7 separate regions of the Mus musculus genome follow, and regions 1, 3, 4, 5, 6 and 7 are each linked to region 2. The links are chromatin contacts, called in public HiChIP or PLAC-seq, Micro-C and promoter capture Hi-C maps. All regions are on one chromosome and are shown on one strand. The core of a region is the stretch at or near the end of the contact, and the rest is flanking DNA. Distances in the headings are between cores, read along the strand shown.

Region 1 (3,669 bases), core at 51-2,550, 360 kb after region 2:
GGAGTGGAGACAGGAGAATCCGTGAAGCTTGCTAGCCAGTGGCCTAGCATAACTGAATACTTCCATACAAATGAGAGACCCTGACTCAAAAAGGTGGGTGATATCCTGGAAGATGACCTGAAAGGCTGTCCTTTGGCCCTTGCTTGTACATGAATACATATCACGCATACCTGTTCCCGCGAGTGCATGCACATGCACACACATAAATAAATAAACAAATATAAATAGATCCTAACAGACACATCCAGGAGATTCTAAGCTCTTCCTCCTTCTGGACAGAGCCTTAACTGGTGACCCAAGTGTATGCCATGTCTGTGTGACTGAAAGCCAGGTCTGAGCATCTTGGGCTAAGTCTTCATGTTCCTGGTCCCTTGTGCCCTGCTCCACTACAGACTGGGTGCGAGCTCCAAGGACTTTTCTCCCATAAGACGTCTCTCTTTCCCACTCCTCCCAAGCTGTTTGTATAACCATAGCTCTAGAGCTCACTAAGCTTCCTAGGCCCAAGTCAAGTCCCTTTATGAAGTCTGCCATGATTGCTGTACTTAGCACCTGTTTGCCTGTGAGCTCTTGAAATACTACCAATGGCTCATCCTCATGTCACATGTCCCCTGGCTGGTGCGGGTGTGATTAGACCACCTCTCCCTGATGGCATGGCTTCAAGACCAGCAATGTGCACTTTGTCTTCTGGAAACTTGTGACTTTAAATTACCAGAAGAAAGAGAAAAGAGGAATATCTTTTTTGAGAGAAGGACATACACACACACACACACACACACACACACACACACACACACACACCAGGAAGCCTGGCTGCCAGCTCTCCTTTTTGCAGCTGACCGCTGACAGCTGTCCTGGCTGGCCTCATTTGGGGATGGGTTGTAAGGCCAGAGGCTAGAGGTGGCCCATTGTGGGGATTAGTTCTCTCCGAGAATATGTCTGGCCAGCAGGAGGCTCAGACGCAAGGCCCTGGCCCTGTCTGGGGGAGGTTTGGAATCTGTCTGTGTCTGGGTTGAAACAAAACATCCTCCCTGCCTATTTGGTGAAATCCTGCCCTGCTGTTCGTCTCAGAACATCGTGGGAAAGCGACCGGATCTAGCTTCTAGGCCTAGCTTGGCCACAGGCTCATGGCAAGACTTGAAGCAAATCCCCTCCCTTCTCTGGGTTCGGTCTGCAGTGTGGGACCTGGCCTAGGGCTCCAGCCCACACTTGAACTGATTGCAGAGAAGCCTCCCACTGCAGGGCCCCAGCTCTGCCGGCTTCTCTGACTTGGTCATCCCATCCCAGCCTTCCAGGAGGCCACATCCCTGCAGGCCCCTCCTTCTTTGACCTCACTCAGCCCCACCCCCACCCCTAGCCTCAGAGTTGTGCATCCTGGCTCTTTGTCTCCTCCTTCTGCCTGCTTAGTTCCATCATCTGAGCCTGGAATGAGGGGACACTCAATCCAGCTTGATGAAGAAGTCGCCCAGGGCACAGGGCAGGCTGCCTTCTCTTCACCCAGTTGGGAGCTCAGGGCTGGGCACTTAAGATAGTCCAAGAAGATGTAGTGAGAATTTAGCTTTGACAAAAATGATTCAGACCCAAGCAGGCCGCCATGGAGACTGTACCCTTATCACTGGAAGAATGTCAGCCAAAGTGGTGTGTTCTCCTCCTCAGGACAAGGGACACAAGACAAGGCCTGAATGGCCAGGTCAACTGAGTGGCTGTCCATGGGCGGGATAGGGATACTTTGCCCAATTGTGATGATCTAAGGAACTTTCACCAGAGTGTAAATCAGCTGCTCTACCCATCCCTCCGACCAGTCTCATCTTAAAAACAGATGCCGTTAGGAAAGAAGCATTCCATTGAGTTCCATGCTGATGAAAGTCCTTTATCTTACCACGGAGAGATAAGAGCTTATGGTCAACTACTCTGAGGGGCACGGGGCTAAAGGTCTATAAATGAGTAAATGTTGACATTCCAAATGGTTTCCTAGAGAGTAAAAGCTGAGAGAGTTCTCACGTTAAAAAATTAATTTTAAAAAAAGTGTTTTTAAAGTGAACAATTAAAGAGGGGGAAAAATGCTTTGGGCATCGATGCCCAGAAGAGTAGCAGATCAATGTCCCCTTTAACCCGGTCTTTCAGCACAGGGAGAGCGCCCCCAGAGCACAGAAGCTGAGCTCTGCAGGGCCAGGGCAATGCTCTCCTCCTCTCTGCAGAACAGAACAGTACAGGGCTGAGGCCCCCTTGTCACCCATGCCCAGCCATTCCCTGCTATGATCAGACAGGCTGCCAGGACCACACCCGTCCCTGTCCACGCCCTACAGTTCTGTGCCCACTAGGACTTCCCCAACACCCACACTGACCACTGGAAATACAGACAGGATCAACTTTAGTTCCTTTCATCATGCCTTAGTCTCCTAATAGGGCAGCCCATTCTGCCTGGGCTGGTGTTAAGACTGACGTCACAGTGTAGCAAAGGGCCTCGTAGATAAAATGTGTAGGTTGATGTGATCCATCCCTTTCTTTTTCCTCACTCCTTGAGCCAGGCAAGATGGAGGGCGGGGCTCTGAGAGGCTCAGATACTTTGCCAGACTCTGGGTGATTCCCACGGACTATGCCAAGGCACTCTGCTCCATGCTTCACCCAAGCCTCTTACCTGGCCAGGCACTTCTCCTCTGCTGCGCATCGCAAGGAGTACAGATGGGCTCTCTGCACGTATGTGGATGCCTGCACGTAGTTAGGGTCCGGGACTAAGTCAGGGAGGCCTGGAGAGAGTGGGAGAGGAAGAACACAGCACCAAAAGGTCAGGCTGATTACCGATGGCTCCAACGACCTCCTCCACCAAACTGTTGGCCATTCTTCCTGGTCAGAGGGTCCTGGGCTCAAGGAGGTTAGTAGCAATTCACTGCCTCTACAGCTTGGTGGTGTGGGAGCCATTGAGACAGCCTAGAAGATTTGGAATGAGAACAAGACCCAGGAGCTGGAGGGAAAAGGTGTCTGGAGGGTGGAATGGCATGCCACAAGTAAAGGCTTAGGAACAGGACCAGGGAGACCAAGGGATTTCCTGACTTCCTGACAGAGCCACTCCCTCTGTCCTTGCTCCCCAGGCTTGCACACTGGCCAAGTCGCCCCCCCCTCACCTCTATAGCGAGCCGTCTTCAAAGACCACCAAGACAGCCTGGGCTTATGGCCCAGGGTGGGCCCCAAAATGTTCATAGGCAGAGCTAGGTGGGTGTTAACTGGTAGGAGGGGTGGGCAGGAAGAAAACACTGCCTGAGCCAGCAGAATTCAAAGCCTGGTGTCAACTGAGCTGCTCGGAGTATGTTCTTCTTGGCACCTGCTGCCACTTCTGGCTGTCAGACTTCAGACCAGCCCATAGCTATCCCCTGTGGGCAACCTTTGGTGCCCAACATAAGGGAGGGCCTGGCTCCCACCCCTGCAGAGCCCAGGAGGCTTTTAAAGACTGTTCCAGCCTTTGGAGCACTTGTTCTCTAGGCTATACCAGGGTCAGAAAGTTCCCTTTTTCTTCCACCAATAAGAATCTGGGTACATCAGGCCAGGTGGTGGTGGCGGCGGCGCACGCCTTTAATCCCAGCATTTGGGAGGCAGAGGCAGGCGGATTTCTGAGTTTGAGGCCAGCCTGGTCTACAAAGTGAGTTCCAGGATAGCCAGGGCTATACAGAGAAATCC
Region 2 (3,992 bases), core at 1,296-3,795:
AGGCAGGCAGGCAGGCCTGTCACTACCTATACTGTTTCGATTTCCCTGTGTTACCTGAGTCAGGAACCCCCAAACTATTGCTGGTACCTGTTCCCTTCTGTGGCTTTTCCTTCTATAGAATCAAGGAGCAGGCTGCCATCTGGCCTGGCCCGTTGTCCCAGGGTCTGTCTTGGAGAAAAGACGGCCTTCAGCACTTCTCACTCTAGCATGCAGCCTTGGGAAAAAAAAAAAAAAAAAACAAACGCCTTGGCTTCTACCCCTAGTTTCCATCTGTTCCCTATTGCTTAGGAGGCTGAGTCTGGCCCCTGGCCTGCCCTTCTGCTCAGCACGTGGTAACCTAGCCCTGTCTGGGTCCTTCTGAGGATTGTTTGGACCCAGACTGCAGTCAAGTACCAGCGGCAGCACGCAAAGGCACATTACACTGATGGAAGCAAAGGTGTTGGCCCTAGAGAGACCACCTAAGTTAAAGTCCCAGCTCTGCCACTGTCTCTGTCCACCCGAGTGAGTTTAGGTAGATTGTATCACCTTTCTATGCCTTAATTCCCCTGCTTATAGAGAGAGGAACTATAGCACCTAACTCCTAGGATCATGAAGTCGGCATTAAAAATGAGGCAGTGGAATGTTTATAGCATGTAATAGTAACCACACTATTGGCAATTGTTATTAAAGTCAGAAAAGTTGGCTTTCTGTCTCCATTCATTCATTTCCAATTGATCTCAGACGGACCCCTGTTGTCCTGGATGCCTCAGAGTTGTCCCTAAGTTGGAGCTATGTTTCCTTATCAGAGGAAAAAAATGTAGGTCTGAGAGGAATGATGTAGGCGGAAGTGGGTTGCATTTTATGAGTTACTGTGCACATGGGTAATGTTTTCATTTCAGATGCACTTGAATGCTTGGTTCTTAAAGGCAGGGATGGGTGGTTTCTTAACTTGCCCCAATCATTTATAGAAATGAAGATACTGGAGGGCATAACTGCCCAGAATATGAGTCACTGGGCTAGAAAGCAAGTATCATTCTTAGAAGCTACTTTGGCCTGGTCAGTTTGCCAACTTTAGGGCCACAGGATTCAGTGCAGGCCTGGGAAGGAGTTCTTGGGCTGTCAATAGGCTTTTCTTTCTGGGGTTGTGATCTTAGGCATCATGAAGCTAGTGACTCCGTGCACAGCCCTGTAGTGTCTCTAGACCCCTCCCCACAGAGAGATCTGGAGGAATTCACCTTAGTGGCTAGGGTACTTTGGGGCTTTTAGGAATGGAGAAAACAACTAGAAGCAGACTGTACAATTGGCAGAGCTAAGATTCGCTGTATCAAAACCTCCCTGCCCGTGGAGCAGTGAAGAGGCTGGCTCTGAGGTCAGGGCATCCTGCCCAGGGTCTGCCTGTGTCTACAGCATGCTCAGTATGTCTGGGTCTGTGGGTTTTGAAGGTCAAGTCTTTGTTTACTTCTGTTCCCTCTTCCTTGCCCTGTCTCTTCTTGGTGCAGTACATCTTAGACTACATATACAGTAAGCAATAGATTGGGACAAGCTGACCTGGATGGATTTCCCAGTCATAGCTTCTTTGGGTACAAGCAGAGGTAGGGAATCTGTCCATCTCTGGCCCAAGGAACATGGGAGACCCTTTTACGAAGAGCAGACAAAGTGGCTCTGAAAACATAAGCCAATGACAGAGTTTCCTGGGTTGTTCAGGTGACTGCAGAGGGGCCTGGACCCTCTGATGGAACTACCACCGCGTCACCAGGTTGCCCTTGGTATGTAGCTGAGCCTTAGGCAGAGAAAGATTCCCTTCGATTGGTCTGACCTTCCCTCTCTGATTATGAGTCTTGTGCCCCTCACTTTTTTCTTGGGGAAGGGGCCTTCCTAATTATATCCCCCTCAGTGCACATGGAAATGAGTTTGGATTTTCTGAGCATACACCAGCTGGCTGGGGGGAGGCAGCCCAGAAGGCTGCTGGCTGGGGAAGGGAGGAGAAAGGAGAGGGAGAGGAGGGAGCCAGGCCAAGATGAAAAATTCCCAGTGTTCTCTCAGGCAGAGCAATCGTGGGGCGTTGTGGGCACCCCACACATCTTAGACCTCCCCTCTCTCCTCCACAGAGGAAAGCATCCTGCTCCGGCTGATAGGATCAGCAGAGAGCTGCGTCCCACTCCCGCAAGCCCATTCTATGAGAATGGTTCTCTGACTACAAACCACTTAGCTGACAGCAAGGGGGGTTGTCCGGTGTTAGACTCATCCATGCGCTGAGAGATCCTTACGGATTTCCTAGGCCTTTCTTTCCACTGGGGCGAGGGAAGTGGAACTGAAGCCCAGAGGAGGGATGGGATCTGCCCCTCATGACAGATCACAAGTCTGTCTTCTTTGCAGCTGGGTTCTCCCGGTGGAGTTGCCCGCGTGCGGGTAGCGAAGGTTTTCCTGGCAGCGGTCACCGCACAAGCAAGGGGCCACCGGCAAAGCTAGAAAAGGCTGCGAGGGGCGGGGGGGAGGGGCGGGGTGGGGTCAGGCGCTTGACTCCGCCTCCTGGCGCTAGGTTCTGCCTGCGGCCGGGCGCTGTCTCAGTCTCGGCTGCTTGCCGCTGTCGCTCCGGGGCTGCGGGATGACGCCTCCTCCTCCCGGACGTGCCGCCCCCAGCGCACCGCGCGCCCGCGTCCTCAGCCTGCCGGCTCGGTTCGGGCTCCCGCTGCGGCTGCGGCTTCTGCTGGTGTTCTGGGTGGCCGCCGCCTCCGCCCAAGGCCACTCGAGGAGCGGACCCCGCATCTCCGCCGTCTGGAAAGGTAGGCGGCGCCGCGCGGCCGGCGGGGCGCGGGATCGGACGCCTTGCGGGGCGGGTGCAGAGTGTGCGGCACCCGGAGAGAGTGCGTGTGCGCAGCTCTGCGGGTCTCAGGCTGGCCCCGAAGGGAGCGTGTGGGTCCGGGTGAGTGTTTGTGAGTGTGCGTACTGTCACGCCGGAGCGGGCTGGAGCGCTGCAGCGTGCGAGCGAGTGGCTGGGGCCCGGGCCCAGCTAAGTGGCGCTCCAAGTCCAACGGCAGCTCTGAGCCGGAGCCGCAGCGCCCGAGCGCGGGGGGAGGCTGCGGGCCCCTGTCTCACCGAGGCTCTTTGGCTTTCCGCCACGGGGTCTACTATACAGAACCCTTCTTTCCCCTGGCCAGCTTCATCACCCCGACCTCCTCCTTGCAAGCTGCGAGCTCTGCTGGCACGCGGGGCTCGGGCTCGGCTGGTGAAGGGGGCGCGGACCCATTGCCGCCGCCGCTGCGCTCGGGCTGCGGGAACAAAGACCCCGCCGCCTGCCCCCGCCCCCGCCCCGGCCCGGAGCGCGGGCCAGGCAAGGGGGTGGGCACCCTGCGGCGAACCGGGACAAGGTGCGGTGCAGGGGCTCCGAGCACCTGGGCGCTGTCTCCGTAATGCTAGGACCAGCCGCTCCCCCCTTGCCCGCACGTGGCAGTTGTCACCAGAAATCGGCACTAGCACGGGGAGGGGGGACAGTGCCCATTGGGTGGGGCGAGGCCATTGGGACCCCCAAGCGGCGTATCTGGGGAGGAGTGTGCATCCTTAGGACTGTAGTGAATATGAGAACCTGAGGGACTGGAGTCTTTCCTTCGGGCATCGCAGTTCAGAACCACGGACGGTGGGACAGAAAGCTGGCTAGGTTGGGGTTGGAGGCTTTCTGCCACTAGGGACTGAGCTCCCTCCCTGCATTGCACACAAATGCCTCCCCGCCCCCAGACAAACTCAGCTCTGTACCCAAATTTGGCATCTCTGCAGCCCCTCCCCTAGTGGTGATGGGGGACTCACACCGGGGGCTGGGGGTACTTGTCCTGTCTGTCCCTACTGTCCCTTTGATGCCTTGGCAGTTTGCAGGGATTGCGGAAGTCTGAGCATTATCTGGGGCAGGTATTCTTAGCAGAGGGGGGGAAACCCACATAAAATGAGTGGCCCGAACTGCCGCAGCAGCTGAGAGAATGTGACTTGCCCAAGGTCACTGGGCAGTGTGGGCACTCACTGTG
Region 3 (4,002 bases), core at 981-3,480, 370 kb after region 2:
TCCCCAGCCGTGTTGGGATCACCTCAGGGGTCTGAAAATTTTGTCTGTTCTAGTGCAGCTCTTTGGCTGTTTACTCACCTCACTAAGGGCACAAGGACACTGCAGCATCTCTAGAAGCATTTTTTTTTTTTTTTTGGTTTTTCGAGACAGGGTTTCTCTGTATAGCCCTGGCTGTCCTGGAACTCAGTTTGTAGATCAGGCTGGCCTCGAACTCAGAAATCCACCTGCCTCTGCCTCCCGAGTGCTGGGATTAAAGGCGTGCGCCACCACGCCCGGCTCTAGAAGCATTCTTAAGGCCTCTTGACCCTGAAGGTCCAAGACTCCCATGATCCTTTGCCTCACTTTGTGCACAGGCATAGGGGAAATTTCTAAAAGTGTTAAGAGATTCCCTGGGAGAGGGAGAAGCAAGGGAGCAAGACTTTCCCCACTCGTCCCTAGATGACCCCAGCTAGATCTGCAAAGTACTTAAAACTTGGCTAGTCCTTCCACTATTCTCCCCAAGCCAGAGTCAAAACACAGGCCTACCAGATAGGCCTTTGACCCAGATGGATAATAGTTGGATTCAGGAGGAGAGGCACGCAGGGGCTGCATGGTCCTTGTTAAGCCACCACTGGAAGGCCTTTGATAAGAAACAAACAGGGTCCGCACCAGCAATTCACCAGTGGCCAAAATGTCGAGCCAAGGCGCTCGTGGATTGTACTCACCGCGACCATTCTGGTTGGGTCGGTACACACTACCCACGCTGAGACGGCCCTGCTGGGCGCCGTTCCGCTCCCCACCCTGGGAGGGCGCATCAGAGCTTCGCACGGGCAAGTAAGGTGGCTCCAGCACGCGGAATGGGGGCTGTGGCTCCACCGCACGCGGAGGGACGTAGGCCTCCGGTGGCACATTGGCTGCATAGGGCGGGTACCAGCCGAGGCGAGGATCGCCAGCGCCACCGTAGGTGCCACCGGCCCCCGCGGGGGCCTGCGACACGTCGGTGCTGGGATCAGGGTAGGCCTGCTCGAATCCCGGGGTGCCTTCATTGTACAGGCTGTGCGAGTAACGACGGTCAAGGCCGTCGGAAGGTTGGGGCTGAGGCTGCGGCTGGGGCTGGGGCTGGGGTTGGGGCTGGGGCACATAGGGCCTCTCTGGGGCTGGGTAAAAGCCCTGGGCCGGGTACTCGGGCTGCTCCTCGCCTCCTCCACCTCCGTAGTCCTCGTAACGCGCCCGGGGCTGGAAGGGATAGATGACCCCAGCCGAGGCTACAGCCGCTGCCCCCGCGCCCATGCCGCCGCCCGCACCACGGTAGTACACGTAGCCCTGTTCGTAGGTCCGTGACGCGGGATCGTAGTTCTCATACTGGTTTACGAAGGGCGCCTGCGGATAGGGGAACTGCTGCGGGTAGGAGGATGGCTGGCGATAGGTGGTGGCGAAGGCCGAGGCCGAAACCGAGGAGGAGGCGGAGCCCCCGTGCCGTTGCTGGGAGACGGAGGTGCGGGCCCGAGCCATGCCGGTACTGTCCCCGACGGCCACCTCTCTCCAGTTGTCGGGCACCTGGCCGAAGCCGAACGGGTGCCGCGTTTGGCCGCGCACAGTGTCCGAACCCACGCGTCCGGGCAGGGGCAGGGACGGCGCCTGCCGACGCCGGGGTCCCCCCTGACTGCGCCGCTGCGACGTTTGGGGCGCGCCTGCCAGTAGAACCCTGGAGCTAGTCTCCCCTCGTTGGGGCCCCGCGGGCACGTACTCAGAGCCCGAGTTGAGCAAGCTGTACACCTGCCCGTTGTTCTCCCACTGGATCAGCTGCCGCCAGCGTCCTGGGTCCGAGCCCTGTCCTGGCTGCGCTTGCTGCCCGTGCACCAGGACGCACAGGCAGGCACTCCACACCAGGGTCCTCAGCTGGCTGCCGGCTCCGGCCAGAGCCATAGTGGCCCTTCTGCAGAGGCCGGGTGGGCAGAGAGTGGGCCTCGGTGCGTGCTTCTCTTCCCACGGCCTCGAGGACAGGATGGCTCTTCGCCTGCCCAAGCTCTAGCTTTGTCCATCCTGGCCTTGTCCCGAGCGGGACGGCTCCTCCGATGACAGCATTTCGAGGCCAAGGGGTCAGGGCAGGGCAGGGGCGGTGCCCAGGGCTGCACGAGGCTTTCCGTAGGGCACGGGACGGGCAGGACCTCCTGGGGCCCTTACATGGCCAGCCCCACACTGGCTGGCTGCTCGCTAGGCTGGCGCTTTCCCACTCTGAATGAATAAGCAACAGGCTGAAAGTGTCTGGAGGTTTCAGAAACCTGGTCCGCCTGCTGGGGCCTCCTCCGCGGGGCCCTACGGCCCGCCGGGTTTTAGCTATGTGGCCTGTCCCACAGATCAGTGCTCCCTTAGTCCTGTAGCTTCCAGCCAAGCCACAGACCTGCCTGGGAGGAAGGGAATGAGGTAGGGCGGAGGAGGGGGCCCCTGGGGACTCAGGCCTGGTAAGTGGGGTTTCTGGCAAACATAGCAGGATTAAGATGTGGGCACTACCCTGCTGGTTCCACTCAGTCCTGGACACAGGTTTTTTTTTTTTTTAATTCCACTTTCTTCGTTGACTTCACCTCTTCCTAGGGTTCTTGGGGTGCCTTCTCCCTTCTCCAAAGCTAGTGCTAAGAGACATCCTGGTTGGTGAGACTCCCTGGGGAGATGCCCACCTCTGGCTGGGGCCACCCTGTAATTCTGCATCCTGAAGACATTGGGCGTTTGGTCCTGAGTACAAAGACACTGAACCTTCAGCTCTTCTACCAGGTCTCAGTCTACAGGCTTGGGAACTAGGATAGGTATGTCTCTCTGCTGAAGGGGACTTGGGAGCTCAGGGCAGATGCTGACATCACGTACCCCCCACCCCCTCCAGTGGCTTCTGCCCTGTGCTTCCTGAGTTGATAGCCAGAAATAATCGGAGTCTAAACATGAATAAGAAGAACCCAGCCGGTGGCAGCCTTGGATATGAGATATGCCATTGTGAGGCAAGGGGAACCTTTAACATAAAGCAGAGAGAGGGAGGCCTTGGGAGAGCCGTGGCCTGGGAATCGCATGCTCCTTCCCAACTCTGAGTTAGTGGACACATTGATCACTGGGGGATTATTCCACAGAACTCCATCTGTTCTGGCCGATTCTCTGTTCCCTCCGGGGATGTCAGGGCTAAGAAGAAAGGTAAATTTTAACTTTTACTTGGTACCTAAGAGGTTACCCTCTAAATGCTGTTCTCCAGGCTTCCCCTAGGCTGTCTTCTGTTTGGCCTTGGGAGCTGGAGGGCAAAGATTACCCCCTGAGACTTATAAACAAGACAGGAAGGATCTGTCCTCAATGCTGGATGACTCTGTTTTGTAAACTCCTGGGCCCCGTTTAAGGAGGAAACAGCCAGAATGATGCTCTTTGGGAACCAGGACCCCTCTGCCCTCCATCCTTACCAGGAAGCATCTATCAACCCACCAAACTGTGGGTTTCAGGACTGATACTTCACATATGTGTCTTGGGACACTGGATATCTTCCCCCCCCCCCCCCCCGAGACAGGGTTTCTCTGTAGCCCTGGCTGTCCTGGAACTCACTTTGTAGACCAGGCTGGCCTTGAACTCAGAAATCCACCTGCCTCTGCCTCCCAAGTGCTAGGATTAAAGGCATGCGCCACCACACCTGGCTGACACTAGATATCTTAATCTAGCCAGAAAATTGGGGGCTTGCAATAGCACTCTTGCCCGTGATATCGTAGATCCAGTGTAATGTCTGGATTCCTACAATAGTGACTGATTAGGCTGAAGACTAGCAAGTCTTGGTTCAATTGAAGCCTGGGACCTGGAGGGTTAAGCCTTCCCTCCCTCCTGCTCCCCCCCCCCCCCAGTGTTGGCCTCAGCTGCTTAGAATCCCTGGGGTCCCGTAGGTCTTTCCAGCTAGCCAGATGGGCAGCAGAGGAGAAGTGGAAACAGGCCTTAGGGTACCTTGGGCTTGGAGGGGAAGGAAGGAAGAATTGAGGGAGGATATGGGATGGGTTTGAGGTGGGAAGG
Region 4 (3,918 bases), core at 587-3,086, 420 kb before region 2:
ATTTTAAATGCTATCCCCAAAGTCCCCTATACCCTCCCCCCGCCCTGCTCCCCAACCCACCTACTCCCTCTTCTTGGCCCTGGCGTTCCCCTGTACTGGGGCATATGATCTTCGCAAGACCAAGGGCCTCTCCTCCCATTGATGGCCGACAAGGCCATCTTCTGCTACATATGCAGCTAGAGACATAGCTCTGAGGGTACTGGTTAGTTCATATTGTTGTTCCACATATAGGGTTGCAGACCCCTTTAGCTCCTTGGGTACTTTCTCAAGCTCCTTCATTAGGGACCCTGTATTCCATCCAATAGATGACTATGAGCATCCACTTCTGTATCTGCCAGGCACTGGCATAGCCTGGCCCTTTTGTAAAAAACAAACAAGCAACAACAAACCCACTTTCTTCCTTAAATTGTTTCTGTCACATATTTTGTTGTATCAATTTAAAAAGTAACTAAGAGCTGGTGAGCCAGCTCCTTTAATCCCAGCATTCAGGAGGCAGAAGCAGACAGGCCTCTGTGAGTTCAAGGCCTGGCAGGGCTACTATGAAACCTTAGTGTTCTATTGCTGTGAAGAGACCACAGCAACTCTTATAAAAGTAAGCATTTAACTGGGGCTGGCTTACAGTTTTAGAGATCAGTGTCCATTATCATCCAGGCAGAAAGCACGGCAGGAATGGTACTGGAGAAGTAGCTGAGAGTTCTACATTTGAAGGTAGCAGGAAGAGAGAGACTCTGAACCTTGCATGGGCTTTTGAAACCCCAAAGCCCACCCCCAATGACACACTTCTTCCAACAAGGCCACACCTTCTAATCCCTCTCAAATAGTGCCACTCTCTGATGACCAAGCATTCAAATATATGAGACTATGGGAGCCATTCTTATTCAATAACTACCACACCTTATAACCAAAAATAAAATTAAGATAACTAACATATGTCCCATAATTGGCTCAGAGAAGTCAAGATTAGGAAAGCCAATTCATGGATTCATACTCGTTTAATCAAGGTACATTTTTTTCATTTTTCGTTTACTTATTCATCCGTGCCTTCATTTCATTTGTAAAGTTTATTTACATGTATGTGTGTGAGTATATAGCACAGCACAATGTGGGTACTTGTGATGTCCAGAAGAGGGTGTCAGATTCCCTTGGAGCGGGAGTTACAGACAGTTGGGAGCCACCTGATGTGAAGTAAACGTGAGTCCTCTGAGAGCGCAGAAAGTTAATAAACTATTAACTACTGAGCCACAGAAAGCACTTTATCCACTAAACCGTCTATCTTCCTAGACCCTAAACAACGTAATTTTTGAGTCGGTTTCCTAATGGGTAAAAGTAAATAATTGGGCTTTAGTGGGTGGGGGAGGATCATGTGACCCAGGCTGTCCTTGAATCCCCTTTCCCCCTGCCTCCAAAATGTTGATTATTGTCTTGAGTCACTACTCCCAGTATGATTTTTTTTTTTTCTGAGACTCAGGTTGCATAAGAGAGCCTGAAATTCCTAATACTTAGCCTGTAGAGGGCTAGAATTATAGCATACACCAACGCGCGGGGGCAAAGCGGTTATTCTTATTATAGTTTGCCGTTATTATCGCTACAATTCCAAATTGTGATAGTCTCCTCTGTTGGCGATTCCAAATCCACATTGTCCATTGCTCACCCTGCCTTTCCTCCCACGCAGGAATGTTCACTACGGTCACCCGGGTCATCGGACCAGCTTTGGCGCGGCGCCGACGTGGTTTGTCCTCCACGGCCGCCGTAGCCGCCGGCGACCGCATGGCGCCCCACCCGCTTCCGTAGGCGCGAGCTCCGCAGTGGGCCGGCCTTATGCTCCGCCCAGCGTGCGTCGCTGCGTGAGTCCGGCCCCCGCGAACTGCTGTACCGCCCGCGAGCTCACACCGGCTTCTCGTCAGCCTCAGCCAGTGCGCTGTGGTCGCCGTCATGCTCGCCGCTGCCCTCCGTCGCTGTACCGCAGCCGCGGCTGCCCGAGGCCTCCTGCACCCCGCCTCGGCTCCCAGCCCCGCCGCCGGTAAGGTCCGCGCCCGCCACAGCCCTCGCTCGCGTGTCCTTGCTGTGACCTGGGCTCCCGCCGCCACTCGAGGGCAGGCTCCCTGGCGGCCTAGCCTTTGCCCTGCGAGCCGGCATTGGAGCCCGGTGACCGCAGTGCGTCCGCGGCCGTCTGGAGTCGTGTAGGAGACTCCTCCGGGCCTCCCTCCCCGCCACTTCCTGATGCCGAACCCGCGGCCAGTCAGGTGTGTGGACTTGCCGGGGTCGCCGAGGACGAGCTCAGCACTTCCTTTCAGTCTCTGGGCCGTGACCGTTCCCTGCGCTGACCCCGCAGCCACCTGACCGGGAGTGGCCCCCGCCGGCCTGCGGCATCTTGGCGAAGGTGACATTGAGCCTCCGGGCGCGCCGCCCGCCTCTGCGTTTCCTAGAACACAATTTGATTCCCCAGTGGGACACAATACCCTTTTAGCCCTGATCAGGCAATTCTCTGCTGGCATTTTTGTGTCACCTTCATAACTGGGTACGGCCACGTTTGAGGACTGTTGAGCCACATTTTAGCCCTGCGTTTCAAATAGATAATTTAAAGTGTGGTTTCTTGCGGCTTGTAAGAGAGCCTGAACATTGACAAATATTAATGGAAAGAATGATAACGTTTACAAGATTGGGTACCAAATACTGAGGAATACTGGGTGTACAAACATGGGAAAGCTTCGTGGATTCCCCTCCACCCGTTTAAAATGAGAAGCTTCAGTGCTGACTTATGAAGTATTATGTTTGGTTGCTTGTTTCCCCTTCTGTGTGATCAGGAGATTTTGTGTCCCATCACTGTCCACCCCCATTGCTGAGGGGGAACCAAGGGCCCTGCATTGCTAGATAATTGCTCTGCCACTTGGTGTGTTCTCAGACCCTCTCCACTTAGCACGGTACATCTATCTTACTTTTGGTTTTGTTTGGTTGTGGTATGTGTCAGCTGTGTAGCCTGGCTGTCCTGGAACTCTTTGTAAACCAGGCCGGCATCGGCCTAAAATAAATAGGAGTATTTTATTTTAGAAACAGGGCCTCTATAGCCCAGACTAGACTAGAACTCAGAATGGTACTAAAAGGGCTATCGAGGAACTTATTGCATTCCTCTTGCCTCCTAAGTGCAGGGATTAACCTTGGGAGCCACCACACCCGGCACAGGCATTATACTTTAATCACAGTAGTTGTGTGCTTGGATCCTGGTCTGAGATACATTAGTGTTTTATGAGATTTAGTTCATGTGTGTAGATATAAAAATAACTTAGCCAGGTACGTTGGGACCAACACTCACAGGGAGGTTTAAAAAAGAAAAAGAAAAAGGTGGATCTCTTTGTGTTCCAGTCTAGCCATGGCCTCACACACAAAGAAGGGCCTCAGACACTCCAAAATTGTTTCCTTGATTACTGGAACCTAAAGAATTTTTTTTTGGCTTCATTTAGTTTGTCTTTTGTAAGGCATTGTATTAACAACAAGAGAGTCGACTGTAGGGAGTTTAGGATTTTTTGGTGGGAAGAGGTTAGATAGCATCTTAGATAGTCAAGGGTGGACTCAAAAGTAGCTGTGTAGTCATGATCGTCCTCCTGCATCCACCTCTGGAATGCCTAGGACCACGGGTGTGTGCCACCACACTCAGCTTTGGAATGCATTTAGGAAACCTGGGGAGTGCAAGGGCTCATAGGTTAAGAGTACTTGTCATTGCAAAGGACCCAGGTTCGATTCCCAGCACCCTTTTCTGACTTCCTTATGCACCCCACAAGAAGTACATACACATAATGCAGGCAAAAATACATAAAAAGTAAAATCAAAAAGAGAAACCAAGTAGATGCTCATATTTTACAGAAGAAACTGATGCCTACCTTGGGAAACTGACCTTTTTGTTAGTGATGGAGCTATTTTCTC
Region 5 (3,500 bases), core at 709-3,208, 350 kb before region 2:
AGCAGCAGAACCTTTCGCGGGGCTGCCTCATCTGCTGCCCGAGGAGCCTTTCAGGGGAATTAGGCTTCCCGACTCTCCTTCCCTGAGCCCTGGCCTCTCTGTCAACTGTCTTCTGAGCTGCACTTTCCTCGGGTGCCTTATGCAGTGACTACACCAGCACAGACCTGGCAGGGATTTGTCTTGTCCCTGCTCCTCCCTCAGTAGTCAGCTTTCTCCTCTACAAGAGGGAAGGAGAGGAAGGGACAAGGACTTTAAAAAAAAAAAAAACACATGGGAAAAGAAAAAATAACAAAGCTGTCTTTCCTTTTCTAATGGTGGCTTGGTCTGATTTTGTCTGGAAGCAATGGGACTGTTTTCCCTGAAAACAAATGGACTCATGTGCTTGGGATCATGGGCCAACCTGGGCTCACTGTACTGGGGATTTTCCACAGGCACCCTGTACTTCACTCCCTCCCTCTACAGGCTCCATGTGTATTGGGTCTCCACAACCTTGCCTTTCATGCTTGGGCTTCCTAAGTCCCCCAGTGGCTCTACTCTAGGTGAGCTGTGTTCTGGGTGGGAGCACAGAAGTCTCCCAAGTCCTCTTCCGGTGAGCTCCTGGTGTTCTTCACAACCGAGTCATGACCCTGTGCCTGCTACGACTCATGTGTGATAGCACCTTGTGCCCTCTGGGGGCCCTCCCTAGCCTCTCTTCAGACTTCTGAATGTACAGTAAGTGGGGTTGGTTGAGACTTGGGGGATGAGGAGGGGACGAAGACAAGTAAGTCAAGTCCTGCCCAGCCTCTACCAGTCTTGTGAGAGGGTAGATGTCTGCTTGTTTTGGCTTCTCTCCTCCCAAGGGACTCTGCCCCTCTGCCTTAGCTTGGCCCCTGCCTATCTTCAGCAATACTCACCTCTTAAAACGCTTAGGGTCTTTTGGAAGAAATCAGTCCTGAACTATGTCCTGCAGGCAGGACTGCCGAGCCTTCTTTCTGAGGGTTCTTCCCACAATGGAGTCTAGGTCCCTTTCTACTTGTCCTGGGGGCTCCACGGGTGTGTCACTGCAGTGGCACCTAAGAAGCCGCTGTGGAAACCTGGACCCTGTGTTTTGTCAGTACTGCGAGAGCTCACCAAGCTGGCCAGTCTCCTGCCCCTGGGAACTGGGGCCCTCCTGAGACTACCCTCATGCTGTCAGCCCTAGAGCCACCAAGTGGTAATGTCAGCCACCGGGGTTTTGTAAACTTCCTGGTATTATTTTCCTCCATGTACAGATGTATATGTCATGTCTCAATTTTTGTGCTTAAATAAAAAGATTTTCGGACAGCACTGGCCCTGATGTCAATGGTGGACTTGGGAGGGCTATAGCCTACTGAAGTACAGACTAAGGGCCTACTAAGATAGGTGAGGTGACAGTTAAGGTTGTTGGTGGCTGAGCTGTGCTGGACGACAGACCACTCAACTCTAGGGAAAGAGTTGAAAGGCAGAATCGAGGACCCTGGCAATGGCAACTTGGTCTCTTCCAAAGGCATTTAAATTGTTTTTCGCCAAGCATAGTGGCACATACCGTTAGTCCCAGCACTCCGAGGCCAGACTGCTCTACAAAGTAAGTTCCAGGAGAGCCAGGGCTACTCAGAGAAACCTTGTCTTCCAAAACCAAATAAACGAATGAATAAGGGCCAGAGCACGTGTGATGATCAGAGAAGAACTTGCTGGAGTCCGTTCTCCCTCGTCACCCTGTGGGGCCCTGGGATTTTCATATCCACTGCTTCTGGTCTTGAAGGGCAGGGAGTGAGCCAGGCTCTTCCTCCCGCCCCCTACGTAGGTGGTCTCTAGGATGCCATTCCCATGTGATCGTGTCCGCAGTCCTCGACACAACTCTACACCCACTAAAGCCTCAGTGTCTGAAACCTGCCTGGCAATCCTTGGCAGAGGGTGTCACCCAGCCCGCTGCCGGCGGGGAGGAGCCTCGGAGGGGAGGTGTCGAGCCGCGCTTCCGGCGGGCAGCGCCGGGGCCCTGCGGAGTCCCGCCTCGCCGCCCCTCGAGCGCCCCCAGCTTCTCTGCTGGCCGGAACCTGCACCCCGAACCAGGAAGCACCTGGCGGCGGGCGCGGGATGGCTGGGCCCAGCTGGGGTCTCCCTCGGCTGGACGGTTTCATCCTTACCGAGCGCCTGGGCAGTGGCACGTACGCCACGGTGTACAAGGCCTACGCCAAGGTGGGTGTGGGCGGGTCGTGCCGGAGGTGTCCCGGCGCCGGGCACCCGACTCCCGTGCCAGCCAACTCCCTGCAAGCCCGGCTGGGTCACGGGCCAAGCTGAGCAGGAAAGGCGACCGCCTTGAGAGCAGTAAGGCCACAGTGGCTGCCCAAGCTGGTAGAGGAGGCTGGAGCTAACCGCCCCTTTTAGGTTTTAAAAACAGCCACGCCAGTTTGGTCTGGAGGTGCGGGCGATGACCTAAGGGAATCTCTGTGTCAGTGGCTGAAGAACCGGCTCTGCACGGAAGTTGCCTTAGGGGCTGGGAGGAGTCTGGGGTCAGACTCCCAGGAGGCAGCACCAGTTAGAATGCAGAGTGGATAGCTCTTTAAATAGTGACATCCCCCGCCCCCTAACCCTCCCCGCCCCCCCTCTAGAAAGTGATGCGGTGGGTTAGAAGCACGGCGTTGGAGAACACTTGCTGGGGTGGGATTCCCGAATCCGGATGCCTCGTTGATTTGAGACGTGGAAGCTGGGAAACTTGGAGGTCCATGGAGAGTGGACAGACTCCAAACAGGGGAAAGTTTGCAGACTCAGAGCCCACTCCAGCCCATGGGGTCGGCCCCTTCAAAACAGACACCCCAAATTTTCTGTACCACAGAAGGATACTCGGGAAGTGGTAGCCATAAAATGCGTGGCCAAGAAGAGTCTCAACAAGGCGTCAGTGGAAAACCTCCTGACTGAGATTGAGATCCTCAAGGGCATTCGGCACCCCCATATCGTGCAGCTGAAAGACTTCCAGGTCTGAGCCCAGGAAGGGGTGCCTCCAAAGGCGGCTGGAGAAGGGACAGCGCCTAAAGCTGTCTCTCTCTCTCTCTCTCTCTCTCTCTCTCTCTCTCTCTCGCTCCCTTTTTTTGGGGGGGGTTCAAGACAGGGTTTCTCTGTATAGCCCTGGCTGTCCTGGAACTCACGCTCTCTCTCTTTACTTGCAACCACAGTGGGACAATGACAATATCTACCTCATCATGGAGTTCTGTGCAGGGGGTGACCTGTCTCGCTTCATTCATACCCGCAGGATCCTGCCTGAGAAGGTGGCCCGTGTTTTCATGCAGCAGTTGGGTAAAAAGCTTGTGACACACCCCGTGGCTTCTTCTCCCCTATCCCAATGCTTTGCAGTCTGCCATGTTGTGTCCCTAGCATCTGTAGGGAATTCAGGCTTCCACATGGAGAACATGATGTAAGAACCTTGTGGCATCTTCCAGGGCCCAGTAGGTGGAACCCAAGTGCTTTAGTGAGGGAGAATGCAACGTCCTTAAGGGCTGGGGCTTTTC
Region 6 (3,470 bases), core at 638-3,137, 330 kb before region 2:
TAGAGTTCACTCCCTTATAGAGTCTGCTTCCACACTCCTCTGCGTCTCCATGGGCCAGGCTTGACCCAGCTCAGAGAGGTGGAAGTGAAGGAAAAAAGGACTGTTCCCAGAAACACAAACTTGTAAACTTCCAAAGGCCTGGGGTTTGTCTCAGCTCTTGTGAGCATGTTGGTGAATGAATGAATGAATGAATGAATGAATGAAGAAAAGAAATCAAGCACCTTGTGTGATTCTTACGGGCTGAGAGTTGAGGGGTCCTGAGGGAGTCTGAGCTCCCGGTGCTCAGGATCCCAGTAATACCTCACAGGTTAGGCCCTGGATACCTTGGGCAGACGGTATTTGTCTCTGAAGTGACTTCGCAGTGTGGCCCGCTCTGCCTTCCTCTGTGTGAACTGTGCATCTCGCTCCATCCTGTGTGAGAAGAGGATACCAGTTGTGATGTCATCTCAGGGGTTGAGAGAAGGTGTGGGGCCTGCAGAGGAGGGGCTAATATGGTCTGGAAGGAGGCAGTATGGACCTTCCAAACCCCTAGCTGGCCTGTGCCTAGTTAATCCCCTCAGACTAGCAGGCTTAGCTTTTGCCACAACCCACCACCGTGTCCATCCTCTGTGTTCTCCACTCCTGCCAATAGAGAGAGCTGAGTGGGAGGGAGTCTTGTTCTGTCTGAGTCTCTCTCTGAAGATCCTTCGCAATCTCTGACTCAAGTCTCTCTTTGCTTCTCTGACAGGCTGTGTGGAAGGGGCGGTGGGGTTATGTGTGCAGGGGTGTGTGTGGGACAGTCTGGACTTGATCCTAACCTGCTATTTTTGGTATGCCACATTCCTTCCACTTCTGTAAAGTGAGAAAACTTGCAACTCATAAAACAACCGGTACTAAGTTGAGTGACAATAGCTGACATGTCATGAAGATTTGCCACGTGCCAGGCGCTATACTAAAGGGTTAACATGCATTAAGTCATTCAGTCCTCACAGACGTATAGAGCACGTATTGTGATTACCACTTCCAATTTTCCAGAAGGAGAAAGGAAATCACAGAAATGTTAAATGACTTTTCTAAAGTTACTCAGCTAATAAGCAAAGTGAGGATCAGAACCAAGCAACCTCCCCGCAATGTTCAGACCGTCGCTCTCTCTATCTCCACTCTGCCCTAGAACTCTTGCATAGAGTAGGCTCAGTATCTCTGAATACCCCCATCGTGGATCTGTCCCCATGACGCTGAGCCCTGCCAGATGAAAAGTACTTTTCTTACAGCCTCAGGCTCAGAGGAGCCCCAGTTGGAATACATGCGGTTAAGACCAGATCGGATTAAGGGATTACCTATTTCATCAGAGATGCACGTGCACCCTCCCCCACCGCACCCCTACCCCTGCCACACTCTTCACCCTTTCCCCAACCCCCTCTAAGCCAGAGGATGAAGCTGGAACAGGGTCCTGGATTTGAAACGGGATGGCTATAAAATCAGCTCAGAGAGCACCTCTTGCTCTCTTACTATATTTAGGAGAAGTAGAGGGGATCTCTGAGAGGTGGGTGTAGCAGCGTGAGGGTATTTGAGTGAGGGTCACATGAGCGAAGAAGAAATTCCACTTACTTCTCCTCCACCAGTTGCTTCTGATACTCCTCGTACTCTTCTCGGCTCATGCCCTGTGCTTCGGCTGCAGACTTGTCTCCGTCCCCCTTGTCCTCGCCGCCCCCCAGGCTCCCTGTGAGGTTCTTCAGTTGGCCACCCACCATGGACTTCACCATGAACGCCATGGTCTTTTCTGACCACCGCACCAGGCGCCTGGTTCGTCAGCGCCTACTTCAGCACTAAGTCCCGGGGACAGCTCCGGTTGCGAGCTCGCGCCCCACGCTTTGAGCACTGGTCCCTACCTTCCCAAAACCCTCCTCACAGAGGGGGGAGGGTGCGGGGGGGCATGCACGGGGCTGAGAAGCCTGAACCACGTGCCTGCTCCTCACTCCCGCCTTTCCCACGTGCCTTCTTTAGCGCCAGCAAAGCACTGCTGGCTACTGCTGACAGCTGATTAGGGCTTGTGGTGGCGGGGTCCCTGCCCTGGGAGAAGGGGCTGCGCTGAAGTGTGCCTTGGTTCCTGCTTCCTACCCTCCAATGACCTCTTCTCCTGGGTCATCGAGAACCAGGACTTCATCTTGGAGTGCCCGGTAGCAGCAAGGGGCAAACACCCCCACCCTTATGTACCATTCCATCCTCCTCCTCCCCCCACCTCCACTCTACTGACCCTAGCATCTACCTCAAAGTGCTCAAGGCCAGGAAGTGGGGGAGACCTCAGAAGCGCAAGCAGGAATCCCAGTTATATGGTTCGGTGAGTTTGTGCTCAGTTCCTTTGTCACGTGTCTGCCCTGCTGTCCCTAGAGCCTCAGGGAAGGGGAGTATTGTTTGAGGGCACTGAAAAGATGAGCCAGAAGGAAACACAGGGACTTGTCCTTGTCCTTGGTGAGTTTAGGGACAGAATTTTGCACAGTTATCTCCCTTTGCTTCAGTAGTTCAGAGGGAAAGGGTGTGGGGGTATCTGGCTCTTGGCCTCCTTGCCTGCTTGCCTGTTTGCTTTCCTGATGCCCACACAGAGAAGGTAGAAGCTATCAGAGGCTATGTGAGGCTGGGAGATAAATGAGGCTATCAAAACAGCAAGAGGAAAATCACCTTTAATATGATGGACTTGCCAAAAACTGAGATGTGGGCACTGGCTAAATCCTCTATCCCCCATTTTTTTTCCCCAGTAAGACATGGCTTTGAGCTGGGTCAGGCTTGCATGCTGGGGGAGATGGGCTGTCTCCTCAGAACCCCTATCGTCCTGGTGATGGGTAATGCAGGCTCTAGAGAAAGGCTTCCTGTGGACAGGTACTCCTGAAGCCTCTTGTCCAGCTCCTGCCTGCTGTGAGAGAGAAAAGGTTACTTGAGTCTCCCTTCTGAGACCAAGTATTCACACTTGTCTCACAAGACTCAGTGTATGACAGGCTGCCACATTCTGGGACCTTCTGTGTCTCCCTTGATGTCCCATGAAGTCCCCATTTCACCCCGGCATTTGAAGTCTACCTGGGTGGTTTAGTGCCAGAGTTGCACTTCTAGGTATAGGTTTTCTTCTTTGGTTTTTGTTTTTGACAAGATCTCATTGTGTAGCCAGCCCAGGTTGGTCCAGATTTCGGCATCCCTCTACCTCAGCCTTCCAAGAGTTGAGATTAGAGACATTTATTTCTAATCCAGAGCATCGAGATTCCTTGCCCAATCTTGCAAATTGGCCCTGCCCTTTACTTAAACAGTACTCAATGACTGTCTTTTTCCCCCCTAAAGATGTTGTTTTGTTTTGTTTTGTTTAATGCCTCCATGCTTTTTCTGATGCTGTTTCCTCTGCATCAGTGCCTCTTGCCTATCTTGTCAGGCTGAAAAACTCTTAGTCACTTTAATGATCCAAATCAAATATCTTTTCCAGGTCAGTTCCTTGATTCCCCATCCACTCC
Region 7 (3,512 bases), core at 116-2,615, 380 kb before region 2:
AAGTGGACTTCACACAGCAGAATGGTTTAGGGGTGAGGGTGCTTGCTGCTGTGCCTGGTGACCTGAGTTCAGTCCCTGAAAATCACATAAATGTGGGAGGAGAGAACCAACTCCACATTAGCCCCTAACACATGCGCTCCCATCCACCCCTCATGTGCACACAGCATCACTACTACCACTACAAGAATGACTACTACTACCACCATGACTATTAAAAAAAAAAAAAAAAAAAAAAAAAGCTTAAACGAGATCACTGGGTAGTTCTGAAGTGGACCTGTCAGATTACTGTTGATAAACTCCCCAGGATGTAGAAAGATGATGTCTTCATTGTAAATAGTTTTGTTTGAGATTCTTAGGAAATATCTTGGAAAAGGACATGAACATTCAAGCTTTAAGCCTGATTCATTTTACTCTAACATAAAATATACACATAGTAAAGGAATATTAACTTTATGTCAACAGCCTTTAACAGTAAATGGTAATTATGCTGGAATTTTTTTTTTCTTAGCTGGTGAGAAGAGTATCAATCAGACTCTAGGATGAGAGATTCCTCAAACCTACAAACAATAAAAAGGCAACAAAACCAAGAAAAGCAAACCAACCTGCCAAAAACCCTGGAAAAACAATAACCAAACAACCAAAAGCAAACAAAACAAAACAAACAAACAACCCCCCAAATAAAAACAAAACAAACAAACCAAAACCACAAAAATCAAAAAACCCATCTGGTTGCAACACAAGAATAGACCAATCAGTAGCGCTGTTCTATTCCAGGGTAAGAAACGATTCAAGCTAGATTTCACAGCGGCCCGAAAGACATGGATAAATAAGTTTGTGAGTTTGTGAGTGAATTAACTACCACCTCTAGGATATCTATGAAATCACAGGAGGGTGGAGCCTAAAAGAAATCCTGCTTATCTAGGGCAGGGGTTGATGCAAGGTCTTCCAGCTTTATCCTGGAGCACAGTTGTTCAGATAACTCCTGTTTGACATGTCTCCCCTGTCCTTTTGGTCCGGGACTTGCTCGAACGCCTCAATTTTGCCCTCTAGGAATGAATGCATGATCCTTTCCTGCCAGTCCTTTATTTGGAAGCTCAAAATAAATACACATAGGAAGGAAGACATCAGAAGAGATTCTGCACCGGAGGACTAAGTGGATAGAAGGTTTGGGTATGTAGCTCAAGGCTACACCTATGTCTATTATTCGTGAGACCCTGGATTCTATCCTCAGCATCTCTGGAGATAAAAAGAAAGTGGATGGAGACAGAATGAATAACCTTCGCTTTCTAATAGGCTGGGCAGGGGCGGAACGGACCTTTGTGACGTCCAGGGCCACGCCCCCACAGAGGGCGCTACGCCTGCGCCAGAACGGCTGCCTTGCTCCCGGAAGTGGAGGGTTTACACTGTGTGCCGCTGGGTCTGAGTGACCAAAGGCAGTAGCGCTCGCGGAGATCACCCGCTGGCCCTCGATCACCATGTCGGCCTTCGACACTAACCCCTTCGCGGACCCAGTGGACGTAAACCCCTTCCAGGTAGAACCCCCAATTCTCAGATTTCTTTAGGGAAAAGGGCTGCGGCCTGGGCCTCTTTCGCCAGAGCCGGGGACGTGGCGTAGGAGGGACGGATCACCTGTCCAATGGGAGAGCGGTATCTGAAGGCTGGCCTATCATAGTTTGTATGGAGGCGGGACTTTGCAACAGGTGGAACTGCGGCAAGGGGGCGGGGCGCTGTAAAGAAGTGGGCACTTAGAGCACCCCGGGTTGTAGCCCATCCGACCGGCCTCTGCTGGAGAAAAGGGCCAAGCACGCGCTTATCCTGGGGAGGTGTCTTAGAGTCAGAAAGGGAAGCAAAATGTTGCTGTGCCATTTCTACAGTCTTGGGGGATCTACCTGTATTGAGTCATCCTAGGAGAAAGGCTCATTGAAACATAATGAGGAAGTAGAAGTCTGTTGGGGTGGAGAAATGTGGAGATAACCCAACACCTAACAGCAACAGCAGTAGCGAAGCAAGCATCTAAAGTACAGGAGAGTCCCTAGTGTTTATCAAGAAGGCTGAGAGAGGGTAGGAAGAGAGGCCAAGCCAGAAAATTACTTATTGGCCAAGCACTTTGTTTGGATTGAGTTTGGGCCACACACTTTGAGGAGAGGGAGGTGAAGGAGCTTGGAGCCCAAGGTACACGGGTCTGACAAATCTGCATGGGTGGTTACCGGCCTGACCTTTGGAACTTTGAAAGAATACAACAGTCTTCGGACCTAAGCCAAAACCTTCGCGTGGAGAACGCAGAGATGCCCAGTTGTCTATGTTGAAGAACTGGAACTCCTTTTAGTGCCAAGGCGCGTTCTACTTCTCCTTTCATGTCTGCCCGAAACCAGTTTGAGGGACGCATGCTTGTGATGACTGGGGATTTATGAGCGCAGCTGTTCCTCCGGTGTTAGTATGTCACCAAGCTCTTGAATTCGTCTTGCTGGTGCTTTATTTTGGTCCTCTACAGCTTCAGCATTTCCTGAAGGTGTTGGAGAAGTCCACTGAGCTTTTCCAGGGTGGGTCCTTCCAAGGGTGGGAGCAAAGCAAAGGCGCCTTGAACTAGATGGTTATACACTCAGGGAGTAGAGTATGACCATCTTCTCTTTTGAAGTTTTGCAGTAATGGGATTGAACCAGAGCTTTGTTCGTTCTAGGCAAATCCTCCACCGCTGTGCATATTGGGTAACACTGAGCCCTTGGATTATTTATAACAGGATCTCTTCATCTAACACAGCCTGGCTCTGAACGCCCTATGTGTCTGTCACATGGTGGTCTTGAACTTGGGGTCCTTCCTCTACCTCCCAAGTGCAGCCATAACTAGCTCGAGCCACCACACCCAGCCAGGCCGAGAGTGGAAATTTTATGCTTCTTTCCCAAGGTGACCTAGCTGATAGGAACCCTTGGGCAGATTTTGGTAGTTGATTCCTTGCTACACTGGGGAGTTTAGAATATATTCTTGTAGCTTAATGCTTCTTGACAGAGCCTTTGCAGGGAACATGTCTCTTACATAAGGCAAACGTTTGCCTCTATTAGTTTAGTGAGGAGAAGAGTATTTGCATTTTTCCTGTTGCTGTCTTCTGCTAACTCCTTTGATTTAATGATAGATTGTTTTATAGTACTGGGGTTCTGTTATGTATAGCAAAAGTCCAGCAGTCTCTGGGAGTGTGTGGTATATATGATGTTCCTCTGTCCGGTTATAGTCTGTCAGAATTAGAAATGCTTTGCTGCTCTCAGGGTCAGCCAGCTGCCCCACTTTGCGGCAGATCTTCTCCAGGGATAACAGAGGGCAGGATTGGGCTGCCCTGGATTAGGAGTAGCTCCTTGAAAGTCTTAAAGTTCATCTCTGGCCTCAGAAATGACTGGGCAAAGTGTGAGTAACTTTAGAAGTAACAAAGCAAGGTCTGCATTGCAGTCAAGTAAGACAGTTTGTCCAGGCAGTCTCAGGAGATGGCAGGACAGGAAGCAGCTTTTGGCTTGCAAACCGGCAAC

The links. Promoter capture Hi-C pulls out the DNA fragments that hold promoters and counts their contacts. A called contact is a pair of places that touch in the nucleus more often than the background predicts. HiChIP or PLAC-seq counts read pairs in DNA pulled down with a chosen protein or histone mark. Capture Hi-C pulls out chosen DNA fragments and counts their contacts.
Region 1: a Micro-C map of embryonic stem cells shows a contact between it and region 2, with 2.1 times the contacts expected there. The contact joins the enhancer-like site here to the promoter of Sema7a in region 2. A contact is called at or near these places in 4 of 39 promoter capture datasets (hippocampal neurons, liver and pre-B cells), 1 of 484 Hi-C or Micro-C datasets (embryonic stem cells) and 1 of 115 datasets of contacts at active chromatin or transcription factors (pancreatic cancer cells).
Region 3: a contact with region 2 is called in an HNF4G HiChIP or PLAC-seq map of pancreatic cancer cells. The contact joins the promoter of Loxl1 here to the promoter of Sema7a in region 2. A contact is called at or near these places in 2 of 39 promoter capture datasets (hippocampal neurons and liver) and 2 of 115 datasets of contacts at active chromatin or transcription factors (double positive thymocytes and pancreatic cancer cells).
Region 4: a FOXA1 HiChIP or PLAC-seq map of pancreatic cancer cells shows a contact between it and region 2. The contact joins the promoter of Cox5a here to the promoter of Sema7a in region 2. A contact is called at or near these places in 3 of 39 promoter capture datasets (the C10 cell line and pre-B cells) and 3 of 115 datasets of contacts at active chromatin or transcription factors (the SCID.adh cell line, extraembryonic endoderm stem cells and pancreatic cancer cells).
Region 5: a contact with region 2 is called in a Micro-C map of embryonic stem cells, with 3 times the contacts expected there. The contact joins the promoter of Ulk3 here to the promoter of Sema7a in region 2. A contact is called at or near these places in 1 of 39 promoter capture datasets (the 3T3-L1 cell line), 1 of 484 Hi-C or Micro-C datasets (embryonic stem cells) and 2 of 115 datasets of contacts at active chromatin or transcription factors (the 230-238 cell line and pro-B cells).
Region 6: a promoter capture Hi-C map of embryonic stem cells shows a contact between it and region 2, with 2.8 times the contacts expected there. The contact joins the promoter of Cplx3 here to the promoter of Sema7a in region 2. A contact is called at or near these places in 4 of 39 promoter capture datasets (the C10 cell line, embryonic stem cells, liver and 1 more), 1 of 115 datasets of contacts at active chromatin or transcription factors (pancreatic cancer cells) and 1 of 9 other capture datasets (liver).
Region 7: a contact with region 2 is called in a promoter capture Hi-C map of pancreatic islet. The contact joins the promoter of Scamp2 here to the promoter of Sema7a in region 2. A contact is called at or near these places in 1 of 39 promoter capture datasets (the C10 cell line), 2 of 115 datasets of contacts at active chromatin or transcription factors (embryonic stem cells and pancreatic cancer cells) and 2 of 9 other capture datasets (liver and pancreatic islet).

What each region holds. Positions count from the first base shown.
Region 1 is chr9:58,294,986-58,298,654 of GRCm38.p6, forward strand. Loxl1 (lysyl oxidase-like 1) reads right to left here. Exons shown (of 7, transcript NM_010729.3): 2 at 2,636-2,744. Among named protein-coding and RNA genes, the nearest start is that of Loxl1, 16 kb to the right of the region's middle. Within about 2 kb of position 1,301, at least 73 of the 459 cell types and tissues checked have an H3K27ac peak or open chromatin away from gene starts, as enhancers often do. A contact at or near this core is called in embryonic stem cells and pancreatic cancer cells, where this site is marked.
Region 2 is chr9:57,937,567-57,941,558 of GRCm38.p6, forward strand. It overlaps Sema7a (sema domain, immunoglobulin domain (Ig), and GPI membrane anchor, (semaphorin) 7A), which reads left to right and starts at 2,546. Exons shown (of 14, transcript NM_011352.3): 1 at 2,546-2,762. The coding sequence starts at 2,585.
Region 3 is chr9:58,310,982-58,314,983 of GRCm38.p6, forward strand. Loxl1 (lysyl oxidase-like 1) reads right to left here and starts at 2,231. Exons shown (of 7, transcript NM_010729.3): 1 at 705-2,231. The coding sequence starts at 1,905.
Region 4 is chr9:57,519,396-57,523,313 of GRCm38.p6, forward strand. Cox5a (cytochrome c oxidase subunit 5A) reads left to right here and starts at 1,837. Exons shown (of 5, transcript NM_007747.2): 1 at 1,837-2,020. The coding sequence starts at 1,933.
Region 5 is chr9:57,587,494-57,590,993 of GRCm38.p6, forward strand. Ulk3 (unc-51-like kinase 3) reads left to right here and starts at 1,959. Exons shown (of 16, transcript NM_027895.1): 1 at 1,959-2,193; 2 at 2,831-2,971; 3 at 3,168-3,288. The coding sequence starts at 2,092. Scamp2 (secretory carrier membrane protein 2) reads left to right here. Exons shown (of 9, transcript NM_022813.3): 9 at 1-1,305. The coding sequence ends at 63.
Region 6 is chr9:57,604,394-57,607,863 of GRCm38.p6, forward strand. Cplx3 (complexin 3) reads right to left here and starts at 1,888. Exons shown (of 3, transcript NM_146223.3): 1 at 1,588-1,888; 2 at 324-411. The coding sequence starts at 1,751. It overlaps Lman1l (lectin, mannose-binding 1 like), which reads right to left. Exons shown (of 13, transcript NM_199222.3): 13 at 2,640-2,887. The coding sequence ends at 2,755. Gm32392 (a long non-coding RNA gene) reads left to right here and starts at 2,038. Exons shown (of 3, transcript XR_003948333.1): 1 at 2,038-2,317.
Region 7 is chr9:57,559,579-57,563,090 of GRCm38.p6, forward strand. It overlaps Scamp2 (secretory carrier membrane protein 2), which reads left to right and starts at 1,366. Exons shown (of 9, transcript NM_022813.3): 1 at 1,366-1,532. The coding sequence starts at 1,476.